3 separate regions of the Pan troglodytes genome follow, and all the other regions are linked to region 2. Evidence: chromatin contacts called from public Hi-C and HiChIP or PLAC-seq data. All regions are on one chromosome and are shown on one strand. The core of a region is the stretch at or near the end of the contact, and the rest is flanking DNA. Distances in the headings are between cores, read along the strand shown.

What was found. A called contact is a pair of places that touch in the nucleus more often than the background predicts. HiChIP or PLAC-seq counts read pairs in DNA pulled down with a chosen protein or histone mark.
Region 1: a Hi-C map of stem cell-derived neural progenitor cells shows a contact between it and region 2, with 2.9 times the contacts expected there. The contact joins the promoter of GFUS here to the promoter of SCRIB in region 2. A contact is called at or near these places in 1 of 7 Hi-C or Micro-C datasets (stem cell-derived neural progenitor cells) and 1 of 1 datasets of contacts at active chromatin or transcription factors (stem cell-derived excitatory neurons).
Region 3: an H3K4me3 HiChIP or PLAC-seq map of stem cell-derived excitatory neurons shows a contact between it and region 2, with 2.1 times the contacts expected there. The contact joins the promoter of EEF1D here to the promoter of SCRIB in region 2. A contact is called at or near these places in 2 of 7 Hi-C or Micro-C datasets (induced pluripotent stem cells and stem cell-derived neural progenitor cells) and 1 of 1 datasets of contacts at active chromatin or transcription factors (stem cell-derived excitatory neurons).

The regions. Positions count from the first base shown.
Region 1 is chr7:153,970,807-153,974,665 of NHGRI_mPanTro3-v2.0_pri, forward strand. It overlaps GFUS (GDP-L-fucose synthase), which reads right to left and starts at 1,618. Exons shown (of 11, transcript XM_520000.8): 1 at 1,511-1,618; 2 at 605-761; 3 at 144-258. The coding sequence starts at 750.
Region 2 is chr7:154,179,379-154,183,714 of NHGRI_mPanTro3-v2.0_pri, forward strand. SCRIB (scribble planar cell polarity protein) reads right to left here and starts at 3,029. Exons shown (of 36, transcript XM_054657567.1): 1 at 2,460-3,029; 2 at 1,243-1,360; 3 at 1,060-1,138; 4 at 879-968; 5 at 712-768; 6 at 553-616; 7 at 272-346; 8 at 59-203. The coding sequence starts at 2,618. PUF60 (poly(U) binding splicing factor 60) reads right to left here. Exons shown (of 9, transcript XM_054657572.2): 8 at 4,166-4,336; 9 at 3,632-4,074. The coding sequence ends at 3,775. MIR937 (microRNA mir-937) reads right to left here and starts at 284; the gene lies at 200-284.
Region 3 is chr7:153,950,818-153,954,719 of NHGRI_mPanTro3-v2.0_pri, forward strand. EEF1D (eukaryotic translation elongation factor 1 delta) reads right to left here and starts at 1,722. Exons shown (of 8, transcript XM_016959994.3): 1 at 1,347-1,722. It overlaps TIGD5 (tigger transposable element derived 5), which reads left to right and starts at 1,743. Exons shown (of 1, transcript XM_016960004.4): 1 at 1,743-3,902. The coding sequence starts at 1,901. The coding sequence ends at 3,832.

The sequences.
Region 1 (3,859 bases), core at 368-2,867, 210 kb before region 2:
CCCCCACCAGGCTGTGCCAAGCCCTGATCCTCAGGGACTTCCTGGGGTGGGAATGTGGGCCTGTGAGAGTGGGAAGCCCGCCAGGAAGTTCCCAGAACCTGGGATCCTGGTTTCCAGTGCTTGCTGGGGCCACCCTCACTTACCCAGAAGTCCAAATTGTATTTGATATTCCGGAACAGGCCCCCCACCATTGCAGCAAGATGGATGACGTGTGTGGGTTGGACCTTCTCAAACAGGGCGCGGGTCTGTGCTGTATCCCTGTAGGAAGCCAGGCTGTCAGGAGGCTCTGGAGGGAACCAGCACCCCAGGGTTGGGTGCCAAGTGCAGGAATTGGGTGGGACTATGGCAGGAGGGACAGTCAAAAGGGAGGGTGGCCCCAGGGCCTGGCTGATATGAGGGTGCAGGCTTCTGGGAAGAGATGGGAGGGTGTTTGTTGGTCCAGGAACACAGCCAAGCACACCCAGGCCAGGCCAGCCACCTGGCAGGAAGGACCCAGACACACAGCTACTGTTAGACTCAGGAACAGGCCCAGCCTGGAACTCTTAGTTCTAGGGTGCGGGGTAGGATGGAGAGGAAGGGCTGATCTGGGGATGGGCTCACTCACGTGAGATCGGCGTCTTTAGAGGAGACAAACACCCAGTCCTCTCCAGGAAGTCCAGCTCCATCTGCTATCACCTTCTGGATGGCTTTGCCTACCAGCCCAGAGCCCCCTGTCACTAGAATCCGCATGGACCCCTGGGGTTCACCCATGTCAGTTGTACCTGTAGTGTCAAATAGTGGGAGGCTGAGGTCATCACGCTCTCATCCTTTGGAGCCCCACTCTTCTGTGGCAACTGGCACAGAGTGAGGCCCTCAGAGTGGGGCATAGTCCACTGGCAACCAGAAAGACCCAGCTGGACCGAGGCACTCCCTCGTCGCAGCCCTGTTCCCCTGGGAGCTCTCAGTCTACAGCGCCGCAGGGGTCCTGAGCTACCACCCAGCCCAGAGCAGCTGGTCCCAACCCACGACTCCCCACTAGGCCGAGAAGAGGTACATTCTACTCCCCTCTGACTGACAAGAGGGGAGGCAGACAACCTTGGGACTGGGGCTCCTGGCGCAGGTCGTTAACACGGTTCGCAGCTAAAGCCCGCATGCTAGGGACAGGCACGAGACGGCGCCTGTGTGCAGCCCACGCCCACTCGAGGCTGGCTGGTCCTGGAGAGCCCTGGCGAGCCAGATTCCTCCAGGGCAGGACAGGCCTCGGGGCGCAGCCACCCTCAAGGATCCTATCCTGGGAGGCGGAAACCTGCTCGGGCTCCCCGGCAGGGCCCCAAGGCCAGCCCTTAGGGGAGGGGGCCCTGCGCAGGCGTCGCGCGGCTCCCAAGCACGCGGGGAGACCTCACCGCAGCCAGACCCCCTACCACAGCCTCAGGCTGCCCCCATGCCCCTCGATCCCAGACCCCCACAGCGTTTCCTGACTCTCACGGAGCATCCAGGGCCCAGGGCGCGGCTGAGTCCGGTGCCACCTCACCTGCGTCCAGCCCCACCGCCGGCTCCCCGACAGCGGCTTCCGGCCGGGTGCGCTCCGGCTGCCCGCGGCGCCAGGTGGGGGGCGGGGCCGGGAGGCTGGGGCGGGGCACTCTGGGAAATGGAGTCCCGGGGGCGCGCAGCGTCCCGGGCACAGCTGGGACTTGGAGTCCGCGGCCGCAAAGCCGCCTGGGAAGCGCAGTCTCGTCCGCCGGCCGCGCGCGGGCGGGTCCCCGGACGAGGTCCCGGGCCGCAACCTCTTTAGCCCGCGGGGCGCTGGGCCCAGGCCCTGCTTGGGACGGCGGGAGGACACGAGACGAGGGCCGGCAGGCAGCGCCGCGCGGGCTGCCCGCGGCGTCGGAAGGAGCCTCGCAGGCGCTGGGGCCAGGCCGGCTCACGCTGCGGCGTCTCCCTCGGCTCTCCTTCCCTCCCGGGGTTCCGCCCCCGAATACGCAGACCTCGCGCCGCAGCCTCTTGGATTCCGGCCGCGATGAGGAGCCCGGGTTGTCGTCCCAAGCACTTGCACTGTCACCCGCGCCGACGGGGACGCCCAGGCTCGGGCAGCAAGCAGCAAACAACACCAGAGTTACGGCGAATCACGTTGGGTGACTGTGGGTGACAGCGGGTCACGGCGGGTTAAGAAGGATCACATCGGATCACGATGGCTCACGGCGAGTCAAGGAGGGTCGCAGCGGCTCACAGTGGGTCCCACGGTCGCGCTGCGAGCCTCCAGCTGCTCCTGCCCTCAGCTCAGAGCCCAGTCCTGCTGCCTGGGACGGGAGGGGGTGGCAGCGCGGCCCTGACATCGAGAGGCCACCGTCAACGTCTTCCATCGAAAGGCGTTTAAAAGCAGTCGCGGCCATGCGCGGTGGCTCAGGCCTGTAATCCCAGCACTTTGGGAGGCCGAGGCGGGCGGATCATTTGAGGTCAGGAGTTCGAGACCAGCCTGGCAAAACATGGTGAAATCCCGTATCTAATAAAAATGAAAAATTAGTCGGGGGTAGTTGCGCGCGCCTGTAATCCCAGCTACTTGGGAGGCTGAGGCAGGAGAATCGCTTGACCCCGGGAGGCGGAGGTTGCAGTGAGCCCAGATGGCGCCACCGCACCCCAGCCTGGACGACAGAGCGAGACTCCATCTCAAATAAATAAAAACAGTCACTCAGGCTGACAAGGGTAAGGGAAATGTGGTCCGCCCCCGCCACCTTAACATCTTGCTATGAAAGGACGTTTCATGATGATAACGTTTAAAGACATCCGTAAGGCGATGGCTTTTATCTGACTGGAAGTTAGCAAAACATTAGAGATGACTGAAGTGAGTCGCTGCTGGGTATGTCCACCTGCTCTGGTGATGGGCAGGCAGCGTTGCTTAATAAAGATTTCACAATTTTAGGCCGGGCGTGGTGGCTCAGGCCTGTAATCCCAGCACTTTGGGAGGCTGAGGCAGGCGGATCACGAGGTCAGGAGATCGAGACCATCCTGGCTAACACGGTGAAACCCTGTCTCTACTAAAAAAAAAACACAAAAAATTAGCCGGGCGTGGTGGCGGGCGCCTGTAGTCCCAGCTACTCCGGAGGCTGAGGCAGGAGAATGGCCTGAACCCGGGAGGCAGCGCTTGCAGTGAGCCGAGGTTGCGCCACTGCACTCCAGCCTGGGCGACAGAGCGAGACTCCATCTCAAAAAAAATAAAAAATAAAATAAAAAATAAAGACTTCACAGTTTCTAAATTGTTATATATTTCTTCCATAAAAATTTAGTTTTCTTCATTTCAGCGGTTACTAATTATGATATTAAAGTCACATAATTTGTATTCTATTGACCATAGTGTCAAACTACACAATCTTTCTTAAGTCATTGTACTTCTTTTTTGTTTTCAAAGATGGAGTCTTGCTGTGTTGCCCAGGCTGGTCTGAAATTCCTGTCCTGATCACTCGAATTCAAGCATTCCTCCTGCCTTGGCCTCCCAAACCTCTGAGATTACAGGCATCAGCCACTGCACTCAGCTTGTACTCTTCTTTTTAAAAATTGGTTCAGCTGGATGTGATGGCTCACGCCTGTAATCCCAGCACTTTGGGAGGCCGAGGTGGGCGGATCACCTGAGGTCGGGAGTTCGAGACCAGCCTGACCAACATGGAGAAACCCCGTCTCTACTAAAAATACAAAATTAGCTGGGTGTGGTGGCTCATGCCTGTAATTCCAGCTACTCGGGAGGCTGAGGCAGGAGAATCGCTTGAACTAGGGAGGCAGAGGTGACTGCGCTGAGATCGTGCCATTGCATTCCAGCTGGGTGACAGAGCAAGACTCCGTCTCAAAAAAAAAAAAAAAAAAGATTCAATTTGGAGACTTTTTTCTGTTG
Region 2 (4,336 bases), core at 1,779-4,278:
CGCTCCTCCCAGGGCCAGGCTCTGTGTGCCCCACCCAGGCACCCCCAGGCACACTAACCGATGCCATCGGGCAGCCTCCGCAGCAGGTTCTGGGACAGCAGCAGGTCAGTGAGCAGCACCAGCCCGCCGAGCTCAGCAGGCAGCTCCTCCAGCCGGTTTTCCGACACGTCCAGGCACACCAGGCGCCGCAGGTTCCCGAGCTCCTGCAGGCGGGCAGAGAGTCAGAGCGCGGATGGGCACGAAGCAGGGGGCCAGCCCCACCCTGACTCACCGGGGGCAGTGCTGACAGCTGGTTCCGGTCAAGCCACAGCTCCCGAAGATTGGGCAGAGCCCCCAGAGTGTCTGGCTGCAAGAAGGAACAGAGAGAATAGTGACTATGAGACAAAGCCTCCTGCTGCACCGTGCTCAAGAGACTATACGCCCCCACACCCAGCTCCCACCCGCCTGCCCTCCCGAGGTGCCCCTTGCTGTCGGATCTGCTCGCTGTCCCCTTCTTTGCCCTTGCTTCCGTGGCCCGCCCTCCGGTCTCTGCCCTGTCAGGCCTCCACGCACCAGCACTTCCAGATCGTTGCCTCCCAGATCCAGCTGTTCCAGCTTGACCAGAAATGACAGGGACCTGCAGAGGAAGCAGGGTGGAGGTGTGGCCACGCAGCCCTGGTCCCTGGGCTGTGGCCCTCCCCTGGCTGTTAGGAGAATGCCTGTCACACTCACGCTGGCAGGGACTTGAGCAGGTTCTCCCGGAGCTCCAGGGTCACCAGGTTGGCGAGGCTGAAAGAGAGACCAGGCGCTGGGGCAAGAGGAAGGAAAGCAGTGGCGGCAGGGGCAGGGCCAATCCAAGTCCCCCACCCCACCCTAGCTCCACCTGAGAAGGCACTCACTTGCCCACGTCCCCGGGCAGTGCCTGCAGAGACACATCATTCAGGGCCAGGTGAGCCAGGCTGCGCAGCTGAGTGAAGCCATCAGGGAGCCTGGATGGGAGGAAGCAGAGGCCCTCGGATGACCAGTCCAGGGCTGTGGGACCCATAGCCCCTACCGACCCCACCACAGGCTGCCACCCACCTGGAGAGGGGGTTCCCACTGAAGTCCGCGATCTCCAGAGCCTTGCAGAACTTGATGCTCTCCGGGATCTCAGGGATATCTGTCACAGAGGGTCACAGAGGACAGATGCCATGGCCTGCAGGACGTCTGCAGCCCCAGCGGACACTCCCCAGACCCCACCCAGCCCCTGCCCAGGCTCCCCACCGTTCCGGGACACGTCCAGCTCCACCAGCTGCATGAAGTTGGCCACCTCGGGAGGCAACCGCTGGATCTCGTTGTCGCTCAGGCCCAGCTTGCGCAAGTTCAGCAGCCGGAAAAAAGGCTGTGGGCAGGGAGGACACGGACTCTGTGGCAGAGACCACTCCAGAGCAGAGAAGAGCTCCTGGACACGTGAGTGTCACAAGTCAAGGGTCCCTAGGCCTCTGTCTGCTCCAGGTCACACCGGGTCCTGGGGTCTAACCACGACACCCCATTTGTGGCAAAAAAAGGAAAGAAACACACGGTGCACACGCCCACTGTGGCTGCCTCCCTCTACTCTTCACACCAGCCTCCACTCTGAGAAGACACCTGCTGGCGACCAGACAAAGCCCCAATTCTCTGCTCTGTGTCTTACCTCAGGGCCCACCCAGCCCCTGAACCACTTCTGCCACCCTCCAGGGGCCCACACTGGCCTCTGCTACTGCATCCCGACAACAAGCCTGGCCTGGTTCTGCAGCAAGAACTCAGTAAACGCTCCCCACAATAACACAGTACCACAGGCACAGTGCTATGCGCGAGGCCTGCAGGTGGCCACAGAGGACCGAGCTGTCACTGCCACGGCCAGAACAGGGTCACATTCTTTGGGACACCCAACCCCTAGGTACTAATCACCCAGCACCGCATCTCCAGAAAAGAGATACTTTTTAATCTGCTTTCTCCAGCCTCCTTTCTTGTAGCAGCCTTAGGAGAGCACCTGACCACGAGAAGCAAGGGCAAAGAAAGGGGGACAGCGAACAGATCCGAGAGCAAAGAGTACATCCAAAGGGCTCCCCCACTCACCCCTGCACCCAGCAAAAAAGGAGAGGAGGTCGGGACCCCACCTCCAGAGCGGCCCAAGAAGCTAGTACTCATCAGCCACCTGAATCCAAGTTCCACCCTAACCCCATCCACCTCCCTGAATCCCCACGGGTTTCACTCTGAGGCTCCGCCTCCAGGCTCGGTGACAATCGCTATCCCCAGGCAAGCACCTGATGACCGCTGCCACCTGCGCCAGCCAGGGCGGCTGGGAGAGAAGGGTGGGGCTGGCTGGGGTGGGGACCTGGCCAGTGCAAACCAGAAGGGCCGGCTGGAGGCTGCGGTGGCTCGCCCGGGCAGATTCTGCCGCCGGAGGAATCAAGGGCTGGGGGCGCGCCTTTGGGCTGCAGGTGCGGGCGGCCGCTCACCTTGGGCAGCTCGCGCAGCTGGTTGGCGTCGAGCAGCAGCTCCTCCAGGCTGCGGCTGTAGCGGTAGATCTCCTCCGGCACGGCCTGCAGCGAACAGTGCCGCTTGTCCACCGACTCCACGTGCCGGTTGCAGCGCCACAGCGGGATGCACTTGAGCATGGTGCGGGTGGGCGGCGCGGGCTCCGGCGGCGGCGCTCGGCGGGCTCGGGGCCGGGGGGCGGGGCTCAGTCCGCATGGGCGCCGCGCATGGGGAGGGGGCGCAGGCAGGGGGCGGGCCGCCCGAGACTGGACGGGGACGCGGCCGCGGCCGGCGCTGGGCCCGGCCCGCGCTCGGAACGCGCGGAACGCTCGGACTGCGGGCCTGGGCAGGGGGCGCGGCCCGGCGGGTCTCAGACTCTTAGGAAGCGCGGGGAGCGGCGGCGGCGGCGGCTCCGCATCCCGCTTGGTCCTGCTCAGCTCGTCCCGCCCGCTCGTCCGCCCGCTGTGCCGCACCGGAACCGCCGCTGCCCGCCGGACTGCCCCGCCGACACCCACCCGGCCGCCGCGCAGCCCGTCGGGAAGCCGAGTCCGGCCCTCGCCGCCTAACACGCCCGGACTGCGGCCCCCAGAAGGCCCCGCGCGCCGCCGCCTCTGAGGACCCGTAGCGGCACCGCGCAAAGCGTGCCGGGAAGCCGGGCCCGCCCCGCGCGCGGGATATTGGGAGCTGCAATCCACGACAGGCGGCGCCCTCCGCCCTCCGGTCTTCAGCCCGGCCCCTGGCCCCGCGGCATTTGGCCACGAATCTTAACGCACAGCCTCCTCCCGGGAAGCGACTATGCCCGCCCGCCCGCCTTGGACGGCCGGCTCTGCGGCACAAAAGCACTGGCAGCGCGCGCTCTCCAGCGGGTCGCGGTGTCCCGGCGCCCAGCCTTCTCTCAGCACCACCCTGCGGGGACGGCTGCGAGCCCGCGCCCGAGAGCCTGGCGCCCCAGGCAGCCCCGCCCACCCAGCCGCCGCCACCCGCGGGACGGGGCCCCGGGCGCCAACCCCCTGCCCAGGTCTCGCCCACGGCGGGCCCCTCCTGCCAACAGGAAGCAGGTCCAGAGACCCCCCCAACCCTGCCTCCTCGCCCTAGACCCCCTAAGGACACACGCCCAGGATCGGTGACAGGACCGACGGCAGACACATGGACGTTCAGGGCCAGCAGCATCCGCACCTTTATCCGCACCGTAGGCTGGGCTGGGCAGAGCGCGCCTGGCCCCGGGGACACCACTGTATCACTATAAAACCCAGAGGAAACAAGGAACAAGTGCAAGTCCGGGGAGAGGGACCACTGTCACGCAGAGAGGTCACTGTTATCAAAACGCTCCTGGTCGTACACTTCAGCCACCACCTTGCGGCCAGCAAACCAGCGGCCATTGAGGGCCTGGATGGCCTTATGAGTCTCGGAGGCTATGGAAAACTCCACAAAGATCTTGACAATGATTTCCGCATCCTCCTCCTCGCCTTGTTTCTCTTGGTAGATGATGACGCGGTTCACGGCCCCGAACTTGCCACACTCCTCTGTCACCTCCCCTTCCAGGTCATCATCGATGTCCTTGGGGTCCACCATGTTGCGCAGAACCATCACTGTAGACTGTGGGGGCAGGGCCGAGGGGAAGACAGCTGAGCACTGCGGCCCCGCCCCCCTACCCTCCCCCCCGCCACCACCCTGCCCCTCTGCCTACCTCCTGCTTGCGGAGCAGCTTCTGCATCACCATGTGGCGGGCGCTACTGCCCGAGATGCTCATGTGCTCCTGCTCGCTCAGCATCTCTGGCCGCTCTGACTCGGGAAACAGCTCCTCTTCTTCCTTCTCCTTCTTGGGCTCCAGGAGACCCAGCGTTGGAGGGCTGGCCAG
Region 3 (3,902 bases), core at 472-2,971, 230 kb before region 2:
TTTCCTGTCCTCAGCCCCCAGAAGGCTGACGCCAGTGCACGGCACAGCCCAGGTACTCTTTGTCCATCATCAAGCACGTGTGCCCACCTGTGCTAAACCTTGCAGCCTCACCCAGCAACCCGGGAGCAAAGCCCAGAGGGCCTAGTCCTCCAGAGGGGGCGGGAGGCAGCGGGGGCTCTGTCGGCTGGGCGCTCACTCTGCCAGCACTGACTGCGTGTGAACCCTGCAGCAGCCCAGGGGAGATGCTGCTGTCTCACAGGATTGGCACTGCGCCCAGAAAGCCTCTACAGAGGCAGGTCTAGGAGCCTGGCTGGGCCTGAGGCATGGGGTGAGAAGGCGAAGGTGAGCGTCTACTTCCTCAGAGGACGCTCGGGGGCTCCTTCCACACCTGCCCAGCACCTCAGCTGCATCCCCCACCCCCAGAACGGGGCTGGGCACACACGGGCTCCGGAAGTAACCAACTGCCTGCGAGCCAGCTGCTTAAGGCTCATGGGGTCCAGATGACGGGGTGGGCGGAGCTGTAGAAGGAGGCTGCTCAGGTGAGATGGCCTGGCCTGCCTCCCTGGGAGGTGAGCCGCAGGCAGTGTCAACTTAAGAAGCACCCGCCCTGTCGGGCAGGGACAACCCCAAGTTTAGCTACACAGTTCTTCTGCTGCCAGGCGGTCCTTCATTCTGGAAACCAATCCTGACGTCTCATCAGGTCCCCAACCCACTCCGCCCCCTTTGCCTTCTTCCTTCCACTTAAAGCCTCTGAAAGTACTACTTCTTAGCAACAGCATCCCCGCCCCCTTCAGAGACTGCCCGACCACCCTATCCAAATCAAGAGACAGAAATTTTGACCCAGTCACAGTACAGGCTTATTCCTTTCCGTGCTCACTAGCGTCTAAGTTCCAAAAGTGTTGCGTCCGTGCCTATCCCCTCCGTGCTCAGCTGATGCGTGCAGTAACTGGTGCTTGATAAACACGTGGTGTACGAAGGTCTGCAGGCCAGAGGCACAGCTGGGGCAGATGTCTGGTCTCCCACGGAGACGGCAGCAAACACAGGCCTTAGGCCCCAGCAGCCTGGCCGAGGGGCTTCCACGACCGGGATGCACCGTGAGCCAGTGCTCCCGGCGCCCCCGTCCCGCGGACGCCCTCCAGGCCGGCCACGTGGCCTCCGTCGCCCCGCCTCTCTGCGCTCGCCCCAAGTGCCGCACTTGGCCCACGGCCCCTAAGCCCGCGCTGGCGCACTTGTGCCTCAGTCCCTAACGGCGCGAGCTTCTGGCGCAGCCCGGGCCGCCCGCCCTCCCGGCCCCTCGGGCGTCTCTGTCGCGCCCGACTCCTTCCGGCGGGGGCCGCGGTACTCACACGCCAGCCAAGGACGCGGCGACCAAGGAGGAGGAATCGGCGGACGCGGGAAGACTGATGAAAGGGAGGGCCGCCCGGGCCGCGCACGGGAAATGAAGCACTGGGCTCTACCAAGAGCCACGGGCCGGGGGCCCGGGGGGGGACGCGACCCCTGCACATGCCCCGCCTGGCCGCCAGGGCCCTCGACGCGCCGTGCCCCGACACTTCAAAGGCAGAATTCCGTTGGAGATGACCGCGGAGGCCGCTCTTCCCCGGAGGAGTCTGCACAAGTGCTGGGAACGGGCGGCAGCGCGCGCGCCCCCCCTGCGCTTCGCGGCCAGTGGTGTCGCCGGTGGGGGCGGGTCCGGCAGCCGGCAAGGGCCGAGTGACGCACGAGGCGGCCAGCGCGCAGGCGCGGGGCGGGGCCGGGCCGGGCTAGGTCAGCGCGCGTGCGCCCGCCACGCTGCGGGACAAAGGGGAGGGACCCGCGCGGCCCCGCCCCCGAGTGCCCCGCCCCGAGCGGCTGGGCGTGTGGCTCCCGCGACCCGCGCGGCCCGGGTCCCCCAGCCGCAGCCATGTACCCCGCGGGCCCCCCGGCCGGCCCGGTACCGCGCCGCGGCCGCCGTCCCCTGCCCGGGCCCCCCGCGCCCGCCCCAGCCCCCGTCCCCGCTGCACGGCCGCCGCCCCCCGCGCCCGGGCCGCGGCCCCGCGTGGCCGTGAAGATGGCCTTCCGCAAGGCCTACTCCATCAAGGACAAGCTGCAGGCCATCGAGCGCGTCAAGGGCGGCGAGCGGCAGGCCAGTGTGTGCCGCGACTTCGGCGTGCCGGGCGGGACGCTGCGCGGCTGGCTTAAGGACGAGCCCAAGCTGCGCTGGTTCCTGGAGCAGCTGGGCGGTGAGGTGGGTACTCAGCGCAAGAAGATGCGGCTGGCCAACGAGGAGGAGATCGACCGCGCCGTGTACGCCTGGTTCCTGGCGCTGCGCCAGCACGGGGTGCCGCTCTCTGGCCCGCTCATCCAGGCGCAGGCCGAGGCCTTCGCGCGCCAGATCTACGGGCCCGAGTGCACCTTCAAGGCCAGCCACGGCTGGTTCTGGCGCTGGCAGAAGCGCCACGGCATCTCCAGCCAGCGCTTCTACGGCGAGGCCGGGCCCCCAGCCCCGAGCCCCGCGCCCGGCCCGCCCGTCAAGGAGGAGCCCGCGCTGCCCTCCGGTGCCGGCCCCCTGCCCGACCGCGCCCCGGCCCCGCCGCCCCCGGCCGAGGGCGGCTACGGGGACGAGCAGATTTACAGCGCCAGCGTCACCGGCCTCTACTGGAAGCTGCTTCCGGAGCAGGCTGCGCCCCCGGGCGCAGGGGACCCCGGGGCGGGGGGCTGTGGCCGGCGCTGGCGGGGCGACCGCGTAACGGTGCTGCTGGCCGCAAACCTGACCGGCAGCCACAAGCTGAAGCCGCTGGTCATCGGGCGGCTGCCGGACCCGCCCAGCCTGCGCCACCACAACCAGGACAAGTTCCCGGCCTCCTACCGCTACAGCCCCGACGCCTGGCTCAGCCGCCCGCTGCTGCGGGGCTGGTTCTTTGAGGAATTTGTCCCAGGCGTCAAACGCTACCTGCGCCGAAGCTGCCTGCAGCAGAAGGCCGTGCTGCTGGTGGCCCACCCGCCCTGCCCAAGCCCAGCTGCCAGTATGCCCGCCCTGGAGGACAGCGAGGATGCCCCCGTGCGGTGCAGGCCGGAGCCCCTCGGTCCCCCGGAGGAGCTGCAGACACCGGATGGCGCTGTGCGGGTGCTGTTCCTGTCCAAAGGCAGCAGCCGGGCACATATCCCCGCACCGCTGGAGCAGGGTGTGGTGGCCGCCTTCAAACAGCTGTACAAGCGCGAGCTGCTGCGACTGGCTGTGTCCTGCGCCAGCGGCTCCCCGCTGGACTTCATGCGCAGCTTCATGCTCAAGGACATGCTCTACCTGGCTGGCCTCTCCTGGGACCTGGTGCAGGCGGGCAGCATTGAGCGCTGCTGGCTGCTGGGCCTGCGGGCCGCCTTCGAGCCCCGGCCCGGCGAGGACAGTGCTGGGCAGCCGGCCCAGGCCGAGGAAGCCGCCGAGCACAGCAGGGTGCTCAGCGACCTCACCCACCTGGCGGCTCTGGCCTACAAGTGCCTGGCTCCGGAGGAGGTTGCGGAGTGGCTGCACCTGGACGATGATGGGGGTCCGCCCGAGGGCTGCAGGGAGGAGGTGGGCCCAGCCCTGCCCCCTGCAGCGCCTCCGGCCCCAGCCGGTCTGCCCTCTGCCATTGGGGGCGGAGAGGACGAGGAGGAGGCCACCGAGTATGGAGGGACCTCAGTGCCGACTGCCGGGGAGGCCGTGCGGGGGCTAGAAACAGCTCTGCGGTGGCTGGAGAACCAGGACCCCAGAGAGGTGGGGCCACTGAGGCTGGTGCAGTTGCGCTCACTCATCAGCATGGCCCGGAGGCTGGGGGGCATCGGGCATACCCCAGCAGGCCCCTATGACGGTGTGTGACCAGGCCAGCCCAGTGACCTTTCTCCTGCTGCACTTGGAGGGAGGGGACACACACACAGTCTCCCATCTC